Regions from separate parts of the Triticum aestivum genome. Here region 2 is linked to region 1. A link is a contact called in public Hi-C data. All regions are on one chromosome and are shown on one strand. The core of a region is the stretch at or near the end of the contact, and the rest is flanking DNA. Distances in the headings are between cores, read along the strand shown.

Region 1 (6,018 bases), core at 2,872-5,371:
CGCTTAGCGCAACGGTTAACATTTAACAAACTCCTAAACTCGGTTCAAAAGGAAAAACTCCTAAACTTAGCGTACATCTTTGCTGTTGCTCGTCATGCTTTTGCTGATTAACCTTCTGCTGTGTGCGCGTGATAGTGTAGAAGGTCTTAGACATGGCTGGTGCAGCTATTGGCGTCGTGCTAGATGAATTTGGCACATTATTTTGTGAGATCTTAGACAAGGGAACGCTGCACCTTTGTTCTTTCGAGTTGATTTACTCAACCATTATGTTCTGAGTATTTATAACATGACAAAATGGACACAAAGAATGCTGGACTTCATTTGGTTCACAATATATAACTTTAGTCTGGATTTATAGACATAATAATGCTGGACTTCATATGGTTCACAACATATATAATTTTAGCCTGGATTTATAGATATAATACTGCAATAAAACTAGTAGTCAGACTTGCTGTTTTGGAGACCGTTGCAATGTCCAGATCGGCGACTTCAGGGAACCGGAGCAGGCACGCCCCCAAATCAGCTTGCTCACAAACATATGCAGCACTGCAGTCCATACAGCTCAACCAAGAACAAATTTATTCTGTATAAATTTGTCTCTGTACATATATACAACAGTTATGATTCAGTACTACTCATCAGTGATTGGTAACTACAATACAACAAAAAGGTAGATTTTGTAAGTATCGTGCTAAGACCCACCCTATTCTCCTCTGAGATTTGCTAGGCGTCTGATCCATGCCAACCTCGAATAAAGCGACGCCGTGCTCAAAGATTGAGATGAAGCCTCGAAATATGTTGGTTTTGGAGTGGACGGACAGCTAAGTGATCTGACTAGCTCTTGTACAGACAGGACCTTGTACTTTGTCGGTGGGGTCGTAGCAATGTTATGTACCTTATGCTCATAGATCTTCCCATTCCTGTCGAGTTTGTAAACGGAGGCACCGTCAAAGCGGGCATGGCCATCCCATGGGACTCTAGGAATGCCGTGGGCAATCCAGCGAATCATAATAAGATTCTCGGCAGGCTGCCATATACTAACTATATCAACCCATAATGCTTTAAAGAAGATACGTCCAGTAAAGCGCAATCCCCAGAATAGACTTCTGTAATTGTCAATGCCCTCGAATTTATTGAAAGGGTTTCTGAAGACGATATCATCTCTGGCAAATAGCAACAAACAGAATTAGGAAAAGACCAATGATAAGACCCAACAGTACAAATCTGTACAAGAAAATGCAACCTTCATGCAATGTACTCTGCATAACATAATAAGTTAATTAGAGTGGAAGACAGATGCAGGCTCAAGTTACTCAACTCATGGGAGCAACTGCAAAGCATTAGAAATACATGCTAAAGTTCAAACAGAGCCAAGATCGAGCAATTAAACATGCAGGTCTAATAGTAACCTCGTCATTCAGATACAAAATATTGTATTTTTCTGTTTCCCTTAGGGGCTAATTTGGTTCTAGTCCTAACACTGCCACACTTTGCCACAAGTTCTTGCCAAACTTGCCTAAGGTTAGTTCAAAAAAATTGGAGCCACAAGTTGGCAAGCCTAAGGGAATCTTGCCACACTTTGTGAGTGGATGTGATTGGAGCTCTAGTGTGGCAAAAAGCATTTTTCCTAAGATGTGGCTGGAACCAAACGCCCAACTAAGTTGGTCAAACTTGCTTAACGTTGCGCATGGCAACCTTAGGCAAACTTAGTCTCAAGCCAAACAGCCCCTAAATTCAGTGAATATTCGAACTTCGAAGGCAGCTTAAAGATGCAAGAAAAGTACTGTATGATTTGGATGTAATTTAAATGGTTAGGGCATGGGCAATGTGCTGAGAATTTTGTTCAGATGAAGTCTGCTACCCATAGAGAGTCTAGCAGAGCAAAATTTGCTACAATGTCTTAGACCCGGCTGTAGGACCCACTAGCTAGCAGAAAGACAATCAGCTCTACCTTTTTCTGAGCACTAGCATATTTATCTCATGAGAGTTTGCAAACTGGCATTGCGCCCATTCAATTCTTTTATTTGCTTAGACTCGGTCCTCAAATTAGAACCGGTTCCTCAAATAATTTAGCTAGCCTCACCCCTTCTAATCTTTACACCCGAGTCCCACATACAAATGATACTCTTAGCAACGGCTCTTTTGCACTATTGCAGGGGATAACCTCATGATCGCAATAATAAAATATAAAGTCTAATGGACAACTGACATACTGATAAGGTTAATGCAAGAAACACTTATGTAAGCAACTGATGTTGGGTCATGTTTATAAATGTTTGGTCCCACTCCCAGTCTGCATCGTAGATTAGACAACACGCTAAACGGATAAGATAAGCTCAAGCAAATGTCATATTGCTTGCATTAATTGATAATTATTAAACAAGATGGCCACAGTATGCTAACAAGAAAGAGACATCATTACATCCCAACCGAACCAGAAAACACATACTATCCAGAATTAGATTGTATTTTTAAGGAGAACAAGCAGGAGAACTGACTGTCTTTGTGTTACGAGGATAAAAGCTCAACAAGTAACAGAAGATAGGGAAAATGGGTGCAGGAACCCTCTATAAAATGCAGAGCAAAACAAAGAAAATGGCCAAAAGGGCAACTACAGCGCTAAGCTATCACCATAGACCGACGATGCTCGACGCAAACAAGAAAGAACCTATTTAAAACTTGATCAGCCTGGTCATCTCTTCCTCCCTCACCATGCACCACTGGTTCTTTTACAAGCTAGGATGTGTTTTTATTACACTAGTTAACTTACTAGTTCCCGATAAAGAAACAAAACAAAACTGCAACAGAAGAAAAAAGAAACAGATAAAATGTAGAGGCTAACCATGTGCATAAGAAAGAAGAAAAGATGGATGCCATCACATTGCGAATCTAGTACAAGAGCCTCACACCACTGGGTCAAGCCTGTCACCCATATACTCTGCTTTCCAGTCCACATTTCAGTTCATTGTACCAATGTCCACTCAGAATCAACACTAGAGGGCTGATGCTACTGCCTCGAACATGAATACCTGAATCTCTTGAGGAATGCATTGGGTAGCTCTACAAGTAAGAGGTCCTACTCACATCCACAAGACAAACCATATCCTAATTAACATTATATAGAGATAAAACCTAAGCTTCATTAGATGGTTTCTGAAATGTGGTTCTTCTGATGCTTGATAGCCCAATAGTAGCTGCGCTGCCCAGGTCATCCATCCCAACTCAAAAAACATCCAACACTAGATGGGTGCGAAGAGTACCAAAAGACTAAGCTAGACTATAATTTCAAGTTAGAAGAGATGCGGTATTGTGAGGCAATCTAGCCATCAACATCGGTCAATGGCAATCAAATAATCCAGAGAGACATCTGCAGCGAAATATGCATGTAGCATGTTCTAATTATGCCAGTCTGACACAGACCAATCCCTTATGAAGTAGCCACAAACAGATAGCGATGCTAATCAATCAATTAGAAGCACTCACCAATTTTACCCCAAATTCACCAGGGTTCCACCTAACAGTTGATCCTTTGTTTTTGTATTTTTTTTAAATAAAAGTTTCTAAAAGGATCTCAAGGTGAAGACAGAGAGAGGCAATGAAACATGGGCACGGACCTGTAGATATCGAAGCTGGGCTCCTTGTAGAAGACGTCGGGTATCTCCTCCCTGAGCGTGCGGATGGCGTAGCCCAGGTTGAGGTAGTACCTGCGCCGCTCCTCCTCGTCGTTGTCCCGGCGCGTGGTCGCCGCCGGCGACTCCGAGGCCGGCGTCATCGGCACGGAGAAGAGCGGCGGCGGGGCCGGCACCGGCAGCCTCCCGTCCCGCACGGGGTCCGTGACCCTGATCACCCGCCCCCGCCCCGTCCCCGTCCCGGCCTCCTCCTGCTTCACGCGGCCCCCGGCCCTGGCCGCCGCCACGACCCTCGCCCCCCTCCTCCGCACGACGCCGTGCGCGGGCGGCCGGGCCGCCGCGAGGTCCGGGAGGTGCAGGAGGTTGGCCATGCGAGCCTGGATTCGGAGCTCCTCTGCTTAGGTTTTGGTGGGATGAGGAGAGGGAGAGGAGTGTGTGAACTGCGTGAGAGAGGGGCGGAGCGGAGCGGAGGAGAGAAGGGTCATTTCATTTGACTTGGGTATTTGTTGGGTCCGTTTCCAGTTCGGTTTTGGATATTCCGCGGCGGCGAGCGTGGCGTCGGATGGCGCGCTCGTTTCGCCCGCTGCGTGTCTCTATTCTGAGGACGACGCGTAGCCGAATATCTCCCGAGTCTCTTTCTTTTTGTCTTCTTGCAAAAATATCTGCCGAGTCGGGGACGGCTTGTGCATCTGCTTGCTGCCGGTGTCTCTGTCTGCGGGCATTTCTGATGATGAACAACAGGCTACAGGTCCGGTTTTGTCTCTCTCAGAATATTATCCTCCAACTGAAAACAACATGTTTTACGAATACTCGCTTCGCGATCTCTGATCATAAACAACTTTGACCATTTTGTGCGTCTACGTGAATATGCAAATGTTATGAAACAAGCTATGGTTAATTTGCAGTATCCTCTCGCGAGGCGATTAGGATGAAGTCTTCCTTGCTTTGAAATTAGGTTATTATAAAGATGGAATTCGGATTTACCGGAAAGCATGTGGTAAATCATAGACTCGTCAAGATGGGTGTCGGCGTTCTGGGAACGGGGGTTCCCAAATTTGCCTGCCTGCGACCCGCAGCGTGACTCCACCAGCGACCCCATACGGCCCATTTTTTTCAACAAACACTCAAGACCCTCGCGAGAGGCCAAACCTCACGTGGACGACGCAAGACCTCCTCATGAGCGGCCTCATCAGACTGTCTCGTGAGGGCAGAGAGATCAAGACAAGAGACACCTCGCGAGGTTTCTGTGACGCAAGCCATGATGACTGGAACCAGGCGGGCGTCAGCGCGCGCAGCGTCCTCGTTTTCTCTTTGATGCTAAAGGGGCAAGCGCAGACGAGGAGTCCCGAGGCATCAGGAAAAGGTTTTCATATCGGTGTCTCTGTTTGCGGGCATTTCTGATGATGAACAGCAGGCTACAGGTCCGGTTTTGTCTCTCTCAGAATATTATCCTCCAACTGAAAACAACATGTTTTGCGAATACTCGCTTCACGATCTCTGATCATAAACAACTTTGACCATTCTGTGTGTCTACGTGAATATGCAAATGTTATGAAACAAGCTATGGTTAATTTGCAGTACCCTCTCGCGAGGCGATTAGGATGAAGCCGTCCTTCCTTTGAAATTAGGTTATTATAAAGGTGGAATTCGGATTTACCGGAAAGCATGTGGTAAATCGTTGACTGGTCAAGATGGGATTTGCCCCTTCGGTGATGGGGGTGGTGTTTCTTAGGCCCTCTAAGTGTTTAGTTTTTTTGGAAACACATGGGCATTTTTATGATTAAGGTGTTAATCATTTTGTGGAGTGCTATACATGACAAAGAGAAGGGGGTTGACCTGGAAACAAGGATGATAACCTCGCCTTGAGCTTGACATATATAAGGGATAATTAATTTGGTGCCTTTAGTTGTGTCCCCCTCGGCAGGTTTGCCCCTAGTTTCCGAAAACCCTCGTTCTTGCCCAACTCACTTTGGTTTCTTTGTACTTTTGCCCCCCGTCACGGTTTCGTCCAGTCAGCGCCGTTTGACCGCTACCAGCGCTAGATTTAGGACACGGCTTGCCCCCCGTGCTCACTCGCTTGTTCCCCACCTCACTCTTTCGTTCCCCATTCCTCCCGTCACTCTCTCTCCCTGTCCAAACCCTAGTTCGTCGGCGCCTCAACACCAGATCCAGAAACCCTAGGGGCACCACCACCAGAACGTCGTCTGCAGTACCAGCACATCCATCTCCAGGCGATGGGGGAGAATGGAGAAACCCTATGCGGCGGCGGCCGCCGCCACAAGAAGGGAATCGCATCGGCGCGGGAGGGCGATGGTTGCGCGCACAGCCACGGCGGCAGTGGTGTCGTCGACGGCGACAAAAGCTCGCCATCGGTTAAGGGGAGCGT
Region 2 (5,802 bases), core at 492-2,991, 110 kb after region 1:
GTGTTTCAGTATCAAGACCTAAACTTGCCACAATCCATTCTTTCAACTGACAGACAGACCATGTTTGAGGTGCGCTCATTGGCACATCTATGTGAGTAAATTCACTCAGATCTACTCACATCTCAATTATTTGGACAATATTAGGACCATAGCAAAATCTGAAGTTCACTACATCGGACATCTCGGCTCACCTATTTTTTTTCAACAACGAAATACAAGTATTAAGCAACAACTTAATATACCCCCACTAACAAATATTAGACATGTCTATATATTAGCTAGCTATATATTACAGAATGTTAACGGAGCAACTAATACTACCGGAGCAACTACAAATTTTTACACAACTAATTAATTAACATCTAAATATATTTACGTATACTACCAGAGCAACTAACAATAATCACACACCTAATTTATTTCACATCGAAACATATTAACAAATACTACCGGAGCACCTACGAAAAATAAAATGTTGGTTGAAATATACCCTTGAAGCGTGCGTGCGAACGACGAATGGCGGCCTTCAATCACCGGAATCGGAGCGGGAAATTCCACCAAACTGCCGGAGCTTCACCTCCACCGCCTCCACCACACTGCCCCAACTTCTCCACCACCACCTCCACCACCGCCGCAACAAGCTCCACCAATGAGCTGGAAAAAAACTCCACCTAAATGCTCACCACGACTGCCACGAGCTACCCCATCAGTATATCAAGGTCTCTTTTGGTTTCCCTAACTGAGTAGAATCCATTCACGGTGCCAAATCCGCAAATAACTAGCTCGTTCAGGTGTAGAAATTGGGGGCATTTTGGTGTACAGAGAGGAGAAGGAAAGAACAGAACAAGAACACTCGCGTGGGAGGAGGAAGAAGACGCAGGGAGCCGGCCGTGCCGCGCGAGGTGGGTCCACACCCTGTCGGCCCGTAGCTGGCCGATCGGCCCACGGTAAGCTGACAGGGGCTCACCCCGTGACCGCCGCGCCGACAGCTCCCTCTCTCCCCCCTCGCGACGTGGCCTGCCCAATCCGCGCGCGACACGTCGCAGGCTGGCCAGCTGTCGGCCTGCTACTGGCCGAGTACTCCCAGTCGACTTGCTGTGGGCTGACTAGGCCCAGTCGGCCCGCAGCGGGCCGACGGTGTATTATTTCTGAAATTCTTTTTTTGAGCGTAATATTTGTGCAAATTGATAAAAAAATATTATTTAAAAAAATTATCCATAAAATTTCATCTTAAAATCACATTCTTGGAAGTTGTGATAAAACAATTGATGCTCCAAAAGTGTTATTTTTGAAAGCATTTTGGACTATTGACTTTTTTGACAGGACTTCCACGAATGTCTTTTCAAGATAATTTTATGAGCATGTAAAACTTTTGTCAATGTCTACACCAAAAAAATTAAAAAAATCAAATGTTTTTTGATTTTTTTTCTGATTTTACTATTTATCATGAGCTCAAATGAGCTCGCGAGCAGAAGATGACTTTTGCTATGACTCATGCTAATTTTGCTGAGCCACAAGAGAGAAACAAAACAGGGACTTACGCTAATTGCAGAAAGTATTATAATGGAAGCTAGGTCAACAAATTGGTACAACTTTTAACATTTTGCATATCATTATCGGTTTTGAGCCGTAACAAATAAAAGGGAATTGCTTCATTTCATCCGGATGTAGACACTCCCAAGGCCAGCCGTCTCGTGCATGCGGCACGCGTCCAGTGGGGCCCGCCCATGTGCCCACGGCTCCATCCTTTTCTCTCCTTATCCTTTCACGAGCTCTTCCATCCAGTCCCATTCCTGCTGGTCAACTCATCTTCTCCCCATCACTCTATTCTCTATCCCGTGGATATCTCGTCCGCCATGGAAGGCATCCACGAGGTCCTTCAAGCGATGTGCAAGAGCTGCGAGGGTGGTCCGGGTGTTGCGAGCTCCTTCAAGTGCTGCGAGAGGGGGGGTTGGGGTGCTAGGTGGCGATGCGGCAACGACCAAGAACCACCGTTGTTTGGAAGGCCGCTCGAAGCACGCTGGTGCTACAGGCTAGCCACCCGTCGTCTTTGCCGATGTTACAGAACTAACTCGTCGTTCTCGCGTGAGTTGCTGCAAACCGCCTCAATGATGCAGGATTGCTTCCATGGCGCGAGTGGCCCGGGTTGCTTCCATCGCGCGGCGATGCTGCGACGGTGCCCCAGCTGCTCCAACGATGCTTCGGAGGCACCATCATGTTGCGAGCCAGTGCTTCGACGACCATCGATGTGCTGCGACGGCGCCGCCATGCTACGAGCCGGTGCTGCGACGACGGTCGACATGCTGCCAGAGGATGCTGTGACACCGTCGTGCTGCGAGCCGGTGCTGCGACGGCGTCGCCGTGCTGCGAGCCGGTGCTGTGACGAGTGCTGTGACGTCACCGACGTGCTTCAATCCAGTGTTTCGCCGTCGATGCGCTGCGAGATGATTTCAGAACGGGGAAGAAACGAGGCATGTTTTTGCGTTGACTGGTTGGACGGCTGGAATTGCTTATATGATGATGAATCGGATGGCAGGGAAGACGGCTGTTCTTTTCCATTGTGCATCTGAATGGCGCCGTTAGAGCAATGCAGCGGCACCGTGCGTCCCTCCGCCACCGTTGATGACAATCCTCATCCTTATCCTCTACCAATATGTTTGCCAAGACTTTAAATCCATCCATGTCCCTAATGAGGTGATTTGCGCCATGAGGAAGATGCCATTGTCCTCGAAAACCATCTTCCCTCCGCTGCTTGTTGAAATTCCGACGGCACAGCCGATCATATGAATACCTATCCATGGCATTGGATCCGTGCAGGCATGTCATACATGTCACGCCCCCTTTATTTCATCGCTCCCTCTATGCAACCGGCACCCACCTGTCGTCAGCGATCTTCATCGTTCTCGTGCAGTGGCGGACCCAGAAATTGAAGTTAGCCAGGGCGAACATTGTTGGAAATATAAATCTACTTAATCAAAATTCATGTCATTCAACTACCAAAAACATAAGAAGGTCTTTGAAACAATTAATATGGATTCTTCACTTGATGTCACAATACATGTCCACAATCTCAAGCGAGGCCTACAAAATTATAAATGTATTGGCTCAAGTGTGATAACTACTCCCTCCGTTCCAAAATATAGTGCGTCCTTGGTTCTCGTGTTTCAATTTTGACCATAAATTTAACCAACGAGACCGACTGCGGCAGGACTAAAAATTATAGCAATGAATTCGTATTCAAAAGAAGTTTTTAATTATATAATGTTTGCCTCCGCCGCAGTTGGTCTCGTTAATTAAATTTATAATTAAAGTTGAACATTGAAAAGCGTGAGCGTGCTATATTTTGAAACGGAAGGATTATTGTATACTTTCTACCCCCCCCCCCCCCCCCAAAAAAAATTATTGTATATTTTCATAAGATGGCAGTATACCTCTAACATATAGTTGTACAAAGAACACGAGGTTGTCAAGCTAGATGGCCTCTACGTTTCCGCAAAGTATAAAAATGTGCCATAGTCTGCTTATCACTGATTTTGACAGTAGGAGATCAACCCATTCAGTACTGCTGAGCTGGATGGATGTTCCGTATCCGGCAGCATGCGTTCGATCACTTAGGCCTTAAATGCAATTGTGCAAATGCTACAGGTTAGCCCCATTGCTGCAGCCCAGCCCAAACGCGTTTCTCTCCCTCACCCAGCCCTGCCTCACGTACTGCTTCGTGGAAACAAGAAACAAGCCGCCTCCATGGAAACTGCTCGCCGCCGCCATGAAATCAGACGGCCACCGGACGATAGGTAGGCGGGGATCGTTGCTCCGCCGGCGGGGACCCGGGGCGGCCGCCCCACCTCGCCCCAATGGTAGATCCGCCACTGATCTCGTGGCCATCGACCAACCTGAAGCTAGCCACGTTGCCCTTTAGCTCCGCCTCTCCTTCACGAGCATTCCCACCGAAGGAATCAATGACAGATGCCCCATCAGTTGCTCCGCTTCTCCTTCTCTAGATGCGCTCCTGCAACCGTAGATGTCCCTTCCTGGTAGTTGGGCATCCCCGAGCCCCAGGGCCGGCCCTGAAGTTTCGGAGGCCCTAGGGCGAACTTGATAAATGAGCCTAGTGGTCGAAGTGTTTTCTTTTTAGATTCCATACATTGATATGAAAAGAAAATTGTAAAGCCATAATAAACAATGATAACAAAATTCAGGTGGATAATATTTGGTAACAGTGTTGTACTTTTATGTTCTAGATCAAATATCAATAAGTTACAGAGCACAACAAAAAACAAATGCCTTTAATAATCATGAGAAACGACTCCGTGCATTTTTTATATTCAAAAATCATCAATGTTTTTTTTGGAAAAGGAGGTTAAGCCCCCCGGCCTCTGCATCAATCGATGCATAAGGCCATCTTTATTTATTATCAAGATTAATGATAGTTAATTTATCTGCTCCTTTACTGTCTTTCTTCTCACAGCTAGACAAGTGTTTTTCAGGCAACATGTTTGCCAATAAAGAAGCGAGGGCGACACCTGAATGCTGGAGACTGGATTAAATTAGCAACAACAATGTCCAGCTATATATATAAAGTCCAACAAATGTTGCTTTTACAGGAATAAAAAATACTCCAAATTGAGATTGAGGACAAAAATAATTCACACAAAAAACACCTCGGTTGTTCTACCGTTCCTTGCCCTACTGTGCTAGAAGCCGGAAGCCAGTGCGATGGAGTAACTCGGTGCTGATCTGCTCCATTCTCCAGCAAAAGCAAAGACAAAGTAATCACCATGAGGCCTTGCGGCCTTGATCATACATGTGTATATAGGTCGCTAGATTGGATCAGAGAAATTGGAGAGGCGATCAAGCAAACCGCCACGGCGCCGCGCAATCACATTTTTTTTAGGATCCGGCGCTGCGCAATCACATTTTTTTTTAGGATCCGGCGCCGCGCAATCACGTGAGTTGCGTATTAGGCTTTTGGGCTTCTTCTAGACATATCATATACGGGCCTCGTTGGCCTTTTTGTTTCGCATCAATATTGGGCCTATGTTATATGGTTGTATGTTGGGTCGGGGCATCTAGTTTGGCTGGGCCCGGGCCGTTGCCCCTACTGCCCTGGCCCAGGGCCAGCCCTGCCGAGCCCAAGTCACCATGAGTCACAACTCCGTTGCCCATTGTTGCCGACCATGGCCTCGGTCTGATGCCTCGCAACCGACCACGACCTTTGTGGAATACTCGTGATGAGCGCCTCGTCTTTATGTCCCTTCTTCCGTGACCTCCCGTGCCTCCTAGAGCCCTAGCAAATAGTGTCATCGACAGCCACCATGGAAGCTCATCATCGGCGTACTTTTCGCCCTTCCCGGAGCCGCACGGTTGCTATCCACGTCATGGTAGCATCCTGGCGAGCTTCAGCACCACACACAACCCTTCCTTGCATGCTCTTGCGTCCTGTCCCAGTTAGGTCGCTAGCACAACTAGCTTTTCGCACACGCTTAGGTCGCTAGCGGGCGGCCCATGTAATGGCGCAAACGGTGTTCGGTTTTTCTGGTTTTGGGAACGTCTCTAGGATGTTCCTCCATCAGGTTTTTTGTGTCTTTTACTCTTTTTATCTACCGGTTACTTGTTTATTTGCTTCTTTTAGGTCAAGGTAGTGTTCGCCTTTTTGTTTTTTGTTTTTGTTTATATTTTTCTTCTTTTTTACAAATTTATATTAAAAAAATCATGATTTTGTATTTTTTATGAAAAATATTCAAATCCACAAAAAAATCCAAATTCAGAGCATTTTTTAAATCTGTGAATTTTTTCCATTCA

The links. Hi-C and Micro-C count contacts between places; a contact is called where the count stands out from the background.
Region 2: a Hi-C map of leaf shows a contact between it and region 1, with 4 times the contacts expected there. The contact joins the enhancer-like site here to the promoter of LOC123060727 in region 1. A contact is called at or near these places in 5 of 5 Hi-C or Micro-C datasets (leaf, root and an unstated tissue) and 1 of 1 datasets of contacts at active chromatin or transcription factors (leaf).

Annotation. Positions count from the first base shown.
Region 1 is chr3A:142,400,928-142,406,945 of IWGSC CS RefSeq v2.1, forward strand. It overlaps LOC123060727, which reads right to left and starts at 4,122. Exons shown (of 3, transcript XM_044483557.1): 1 at 3,618-4,122; 2 at 706-1,166; 3 at 560-602. The coding sequence starts at 4,003. The coding sequence ends at 707.
Region 2 is chr3A:142,514,655-142,520,456 of IWGSC CS RefSeq v2.1, forward strand. No RefSeq gene overlaps it. Among protein-coding and RNA genes, the nearest start is that of LOC123060728, 5.9 kb to the right of the region's middle. Within about 2 kb of position 1,742, at least 2 of the 8 cell types and tissues checked have an H3K27ac peak or open chromatin away from gene starts, as enhancers often do.